2 separate regions of the Gossypium hirsutum genome follow, and region 2 is linked to region 1. Evidence: chromatin contacts called from public Hi-C data. All regions are on one chromosome and are shown on one strand. Each heading gives the region's core, a stretch centred on a gene start, on an enhancer-like site or on the middle of the called end of the contact. The rest is flanking DNA. Distances are from core to core; before and after follow the strand shown. Region 1 holds the start of LOC107949577 (F-box/kelch-repeat protein At5g60570). Region 2 has its middle 12 kb from the start of LOC107897151.

Evidence for each region. Hi-C and Micro-C count contacts between places; a contact is called where the count stands out from the background.
Region 2: a contact with region 1 is called in a Hi-C map of leaf, with 2.2 times the contacts expected there. The contact joins the enhancer-like site here to the promoter of LOC107949577 in region 1. A contact is called at or near these places in 13 of 34 Hi-C or Micro-C datasets (anther, callus, hypocotyl and 2 more).

Annotation. Positions count from the first base shown.
Region 1 is chrD03:14,383,742-14,387,517 of Gossypium_hirsutum_v2.1, reverse strand. LOC107949577 (F-box/kelch-repeat protein At5g60570) reads right to left here and starts at 1,744. Exons shown (of 4, transcript XR_005911225.1): 1 at 1-1,744.
Region 2 is chrD03:14,419,309-14,423,084 of Gossypium_hirsutum_v2.1, reverse strand. It overlaps a transcript of LOC107897151 not described here. Among protein-coding and RNA genes, the nearest start is that of LOC107897151, 12 kb to the left of the region's middle. Within about 2 kb of position 1,989, at least 3 of the 9 cell types and tissues checked have an H3K27ac peak or open chromatin away from gene starts, as enhancers often do. A contact at or near this core is called in hypocotyl and leaf, where this site is marked.

The DNA.
Region 1 (3,776 bases), core at 495-2,994:
CAAAACAGTCCCCCATTAAAATGCTACCTAAATATTTGCTTTGGATTAAGTTCAATTAAGAAAACTTATTGGTTTTGGAAATCAAAACTTATAATAAGTTTCAATAAACACTTACATTTAACTTTTGAGAATGTCAATAGAAGATAGTGGTGGGTTTCGCTCGTCGGAAGATCGGGCCACCAAAAAAGTGCGCTTTAAGGGAACAGATGGGGAGGAAGGCGTTGATATGATCGTAGATATGTCTCCTGAGCCAATGCTTTCTTGGAAGGATAGGCTTCTGGGTAGGGGAGCTCTTGGGTCTAAAAACTCATCTGTTGATTCGGATAGGGGGTTTGAGGAATATTTTGAACTATTGGATAGAGATGTCATGAGATCCACTGTTAATGGAGTTCTGTCAATAATGTTCTCTAATCGGGTTCAGCGAATTCTGGTAAAGGAGATGGCTACCATGGTGGTTGTTAAGCTTTTGGGGGAGGAACATTGGCTATACCACCCTACAAAACAAGATTTATAATTTATGGCAGCCATCCATGCCGTTTAAACTTATAGATGTGGAACATGGGTACTTTTTGGTGAAATTCCAAAGCAACGATGATTCTGAAAAAGAGCTTACACAAGAGCCATGTGTTGTGTTCGGACAATATTTAACCGTTCAACCGTGGATGCCAGATTTTAATCCCTTGCAACTATTTCCAAATGTTGTTATGACGTGGATTAGATTGCCAGGTTTGCTGGGGTTTCTATATAAGAGAAAGATTTTAGAAGAGATTGGCGGTTTCATTGGTAGAGTGGAAAAACTCGACTACAATAGAAATAGTAGGTCGAGGGGGAGATTTGCTCAAATGGCGATTTATGTTAACCTTGACAAACCACTGATCCCTCAGATTCTGGTAAATAGAACAGTTCAACGAGTAGAATATGAGGCCTTACCGTTGATTTGTTTTGGTTGTGGCAGGAATGGCCATATGAAGGTCCTCATAATCTGGATCACCCAAGGGAGAAGGAGGTGGTGTCGGTTGGTAACATCGAGGGGAAAGAAGAGGAGGCGTTTGGGCCATGGATGGTTGTGAATCAGAAATCATGGAGAGCTCCCAACGAGAAATGAAATATAAAAGCAAAAAATCCAGAAAGATCTTTTTGGATCTAGATTTAATATTCTGGAAGGAGAGTTGGATGTTGAGATTTTGATAGATTTTTAGGGTTTCAAATTTCAAAAAGAGGGCTTCATTAGAAACAAGTGTAAGGCAGATTTTAATGACAACAAAGTCTTGGAGAGTGGATCGGTTAGGCAGGATAAGGGTTCGACACATAAAGCAGGTGTAAATGGCGTTTCTGGGCAGAACAAAAGAATTGGAGAAACTGACATGGCTAAGCATGGGCCTAGGCTGGAGGGTGTTGTTGCCACTTCAAGTTTGGGCGGCTCTTCTGTTGGGGTGGAGCTTGGGCTTGTTTTGGGAGATTCTGCGCTTCATCAGGAAGGCCAATCTACCTTTAATATGGTGTATAATAATTTCCCTGTTTCAGGTCAGAATAATAAAGTTCATTTGGATTCCGAAATTGCTGGTAATATTTTTTAAAATTCTCCCAATATTGGTTCCATGATGGAGAATGGTAAGGTTTCGAATCTCCCATTTAGTCCTTGGTCGATCACGGCTTCGCTTATTAATCGTTCCTACAAGGGTTCGGTTGAAATTGTGGTGCCAATTAATGACGGAATGTTGGATCCCGTTAAGCATTCTGCTATGCATTTTAAAGAAAATTCGGATCCTAAAATTAAAAATCTATCGGAGGGTAGTGGTCTTGGTGAATTGGGAGAAGGATATCTGGGCCTTAAAGGACGAGGTTCGGGGTACAAAGGGGTTTTTGTCTAGAGCGGAAGGAGCCTTAAAGGGTCATGGTGGTCATGTTAAAGTTGCTGACAATTCTTAAGTTCCTTAAACTAAATTGTCACATCCCATATTTTTATTTATTAATTTGTCAATTCATAAATAAGTTAGTGAGTAATCAAGTGGTTAAGTGCCAAATTTAATTTCTAGAGATCCTAGGTTCAATTTCTTTTACTCACATATATTTTTTTTAGAATTTTTGGCATTTAAAAAGGGGTTGGTCAACCCCCTTGCCATCCAACCCATTGTTGCCATGCTCGGGAAGAATCTTCCCTTGTTTACATGGTCAACATTCCCTCAATAACCTCATTTTCACTCCCAAAATTCCCTTTCCATGCCATTTTACCTCCCTTACCGTACCTTAACCGTCCAATGCACCTAGACACATGAAACACTTTTATTGTTTTGTTCGTTTTATTCTCCATCTCTCTTTTTGCCGCTTCATTCTATTCTCCACCTCTTTTTGCCACCCCTCCTCCTTGCTTCTCCTCTTTCTCTAATTTTTCTCCCATTTCACCACTTAAATCACTTCTTTTCTTCATATTTCTTCCACTCATCCACCACTTTTAGCCAATTGAACCACCACCACACCACCACCGCCGAACTGTTGCCACCGTACCACCATCATCCTTCACCTTTCTTCTCCGTTTTTCATCCTCTTCTCTTTTATCTCGTAATTATTTTTTCATATGTACAAACATTATATTTTGATTTTTTTAAAAGGATTTATTGACAACCTTTCTAATTCATCTTTATTTTATTTGTTAGTAGAAGACCCTCCTCTCTAAATGAATCATCGTAGGAATAAATAAGCCTCCTTACTCTCGATATTGTGTAAGTATTGACGATCCTCCGATCACAATTAATTCTTTTACTTTTATTCTCTATTAAGATGATTCTAACATTAAGTTTTATTGTGCATTCGAGAAGTGATATTCGTAAATCCCGGATCTATACTCCATATTTTGGAAGCGTTCGTTTTGGGCAGCCGATTAAGTAATTATTTTACTTAATCACTTAAATGAGAGATATTCATCAAAATATCGTTATTCTGATACGATATGAATTTTTTTTTCAAAAACTAATGCTTCAATGGTCGATCTCCTCCTTTAGAGTGGGATAAGGAGTTGATACCATTGGAATTCATGAAATCAGGTGTGAGGATTTATTTATCTTAAAATACCTGAAATTATTGTTAATTAAATAAGTAAATAATATTAACTATTTACTTAAGAAATTATGTAACGCGAAAATGGACAAATACATTATGTATTTAAATGGATTAAAAATCCGTTAAAAAGGAGGATCTCAATTAAGTGATTCTGAACTTTCGGATCTGTGATAATAAGTATATGTTTGTACGATTTTCTGTTAAATGTGATGTTATATGATTTCTTGATACTCATGTATTGTGACTTATGGCATTATTGGATATGCATGAAAAATAATCATGCCACTGTTTTTGTTGGTATTCTAATTCGCATGTTAAGCATGTCATTATACTAATTCTGATTCGCATGTTAAGCATGCCACTATACTGATTCTAAATCGCATGTAAAGCATGCCCACTGAAATTATGTTCTGTGTGCCATATCACATGCATGGGGTTGGGATATGATTGTACTGAGGAAGATTCTGGCAGTTTAATAATTTGCATAATTCTGGTGGTTTAACCACACTATCTGGCAGTATATATGCATTATTTGATGGCTTGACTGCAATATTCTGTATTTGGCAACTTGATTGCATTATCTGGTGGCTTGTCCATATTATTGGTGTGTTATTGGATGGACAAGTTCTAGGAAACTCTTTATGGCATGTAGCGGAGATGGGTAGGAATTGTTTTTTGAAAATCTGCACTGTTTCTGAAAAACATTGCATTGACATCAT
Region 2 (3,776 bases), core at 740-3,239, 35 kb before region 1:
CACTTGTTGGTCCATTTGGGTCATTGGAGGACAGGGTTTTGGAGTGGAGCCCTGAAAAGCGGTTTGGAACATGTGATAGGAAGGGGGAATTTGCTCGCCTTGTTAGGTATAGAAGATTAGTGTTGGTATTTCACGAACTATCCATGACCGGGGCTCCCATTTCAATGATGGAGCTGGCAACAGAGCTTTTGAGCTGTGGAGCCACTATATCTGCTGTGGTTCTAAGTAAGAAGGGAGGACTGATGTCTGAGCTTGCAAGGAGAAGGATCAAAGTCATTGAAGATAGAGCAGATCTTAGCTTCAAAACTGCTATGAAGGCAGACCTTGTGATTGCAGGATCAGCAGTCTGTGCTTCATGGATTGGTGAGAGTTATTTATTGGAAAATTGTTTATATTTTTCCTTCAAAACCGAGTAATTGCTTTTGCAGATATGAAGATCAGCTATAATTGATTACAAGGTCGCATCATTTTACTTTTTAGCTGCATAGTGCCTTCTCATTTAACAAGAAAGTTGATTTATTATGCCATATCTTGTGTGTAATAATGCTTCCATTTTGATTAATGATTCATCTTTATACTAAATTTGCATATGATAACATGATCCAAAAGGAAAATCGATTTCTGTCTCAATAATTTTGCAATATTGCTGTTTATTTTCGATAGCCATATGCCTTGTTCAGGCCTTCCTAGAAAAGGTGATCATCTTTTATTTCTTAGAAAATATAGTAAACAATACGCATGCCTTCAGTTAGATGATCCGGTATGCCATGTTTCTAATGCTTGAGATGATACTCTTCCATGGACTTTTTCATTGGTTTTTGTCGGTCTCTTGAACTTATGTTTCATTGTCATTTCCCTTATACCTAAGAGTGGTGTAATGTAGATGCAATGTGTTGGTTTCAGATCAATATATAGCTCATTTCCCAGCTGGAGGAAGTCAAATTGCTTGGTGGATTATGGAAAACAGAAGGGAATACTTTGACCGGTCAAAGCATGTTCTACACCGGGTGAAAATGCTCATGTTCTTATCTGAATTGCAGAGTAAACAGTGGCTTAACTGGTGTCAAGAAGAAAATATCAAGTTGAGATCTCAGCCTTCTATTGTTCCACTTGCTGTTAATGATGAGCTGGCTTTTGTTGCTGGAATCCCTTGTTCTCTAAACACGCCATTGGCTAGCCCAGAAAAGATGATTGAGAAAAGGCGGTTATTACGAGATGCAGTAAGAAAAGAGCTGGGTTTGAAAGATAGTGATATGCTTGTGATGTCTCTAAGTAGCATAAACGCTGGAAAGGGCCAACTCTTGCTTCTTGAGTCAGTAAACCTTATGATTGATCAAGATCCTCTTGGAACTGGTTCTCAAGTTAAAAAAACATTGGATATAAGGCTAGATGAGTCAGCCTTGGCTAGAAAACATCATTTAAGAGGTTTGGTTAAAAAGTCATGCAATGCTGATGCATCTTGTACAAATTTGGTGTTTGACAGCAGAAGAAAACAGGAACAAGCTGTAAAAATACTCATCGGTTCTGTTGGATCTAAAAGCAACAAGGTACCTTATGTTGAAGCAATTCTACGGTTCTTGTCTCAGCATCCAAAGTTGTCAGAGTCCGTACTCTGGACTCCAGCAACTACACGTGTCTCATCACTGTATGCAGCAGCAGATGTTTACGTGATGAACTCCCAGGTGGATAGCTTGTTGATGGATGTTTTAGTGTTGGAAGTAAATTAGTATAGATGTGCGCTCAATTCTTTTTATGTTAATAACGTGCAGGGAGTAGGGGAAACGTTTGGCAGAGTGACTGTTGAAGCAATGGCATTTGGTCTTCCGGTAAGGAAATTATGTCTGATTTCGTTGTTTATTTTAGGGGACAAATTGAAACACATAGTATTAATTTATGAGAACAGGTGTTAGGCACGGATGGTGGGGGCACAAAAGAGATAGTGGAGCAGAACGTGAGTGGGCTATTTCATCCAATGGGCCGTGCAGGGAACTGGGTCCTTGCTGAAAATCTGAGGTATATGCTGAAAAACCCGACAGCAAGGAAGCTAATGGGGAAGGACGGACGTAAAAAGGTAGGAAAACAGTATCTGAAGCGGCATATGTACGGGAGATTGGTAGAGGTTTTAACCAGGGGTATGAGACGCCAAGTTGCTTCCTCTCGTTCTTTAATTGGTTTTTGAATCAATGCAAAATACTGAAGATTCCCCAATCTAATTCATTTGATTGATTTCTCTAATTTCTCCCATTTTGTATTGGAACTGAAAATGGTTTCATTCAACCAGGATTCATTTTTAATAAAGTTTTAAAGTGGAAGAGAAAAAATAACATTATTTTCAATACAATTTTTGTAAAAACTTTCAGTTTGTTAAGTGTCTCCAATAGAGGTTTTAAACATAAGTTAAACGGGAAGAAATAGATTAAGACTCGATATTTGTTAACGTAATTAAGATATAACAATCGTACTTTGTGGAACCTTACGTGAATGAATTTATTCAGCAATTGATCCGGATAACTTATTAGTTAAAATTCAACTTACCCTTACAACGATGAATAATTGTAGCCAATTACAATCATTCACTCAAAAATCCTCACAAATAAAATAAATTAAGAAACGTCTAACAAAGTGCAAAAATACAAAACAAAGATAAGTAAATACTCGACTTAAAGCACTCAACAAGCACACAACATAGTGCAATGGAATATCCGAAATTGACTTTATCTACAAAAACACCTCTATTTTTAATTTTTGAAATCTAGCTTCAACACCAAGGAATTTTAAACTAATTCAAAACTTTATGAATAAGGATAAGATTTTAAACCATTTAAAATTGCTCATTCACTCTAGAAAATTCGACCAATGGATAAGAATAAATCACCAAATATAAGGTTACTTTGTTGCACGAACCATCAATCATTTGTTGTTTAGATACCATTCAAAAAAATCATGCAAGTCACAAATGCCAACAAACAAAGACACTTTATTTGTCCTAAACTGCTATTCTATTTGATGTTTGAACAAATAATGAAACATGGGGATAGCCGGTTAAAGTTCATAACAATCTCTCCCTTTGACATTTTGACAAATCCCTTTAACAAATGATTATCATAAAACTATTGCAAAGTTATCATAGTACAAAATTGGTAAATGTCTCCCCCCTAATCATACCACCATGCTTCAAATAGAAACTCCTCCATTCAACATGCATACTTTGAGTATCACATTATCACAAAAGTGTTCATATTATCGTAAGCATGGAGTATAACTGAATTCATAAATAAATTATCAATCTCATCCACCAAAGCAAGAAAAAGAGTGTTTGAAATATCAACATGAGAAAATAAATTAAAAACTACCTAAGAAATAAGAAATCAACAACCATCATAGTCATGTAGCAACAACCATAAAATAATCAACAACTAGATACTATCTTCCCTTTTTAAGCAAACTGCCAAATGGGCTACCCTTACTAAGGCGTCTTATATTAATATGCTTGGTTTGTGAGTGCAACACTAGATTTTAAGAAATGTTGATTGCGTTGGTATTGTCACAATATACTATCAGAACATTAGTTGGAACACCATAATTAGACAACATTCATTTCATCCAAAGTAGTTGTGCGCAATAGCTTCCGGGTGTGATTGTTGAAAAAATAAACTACTGCAAAACAAACTCATTAGCACTGACTAAAAAATAAACCAAGATTAAATGAATAAATTATTACTGTGCCATGGAGGAACCACTGCCTTAGAAACGAATTTGCCCTGTTTGGTGTAATC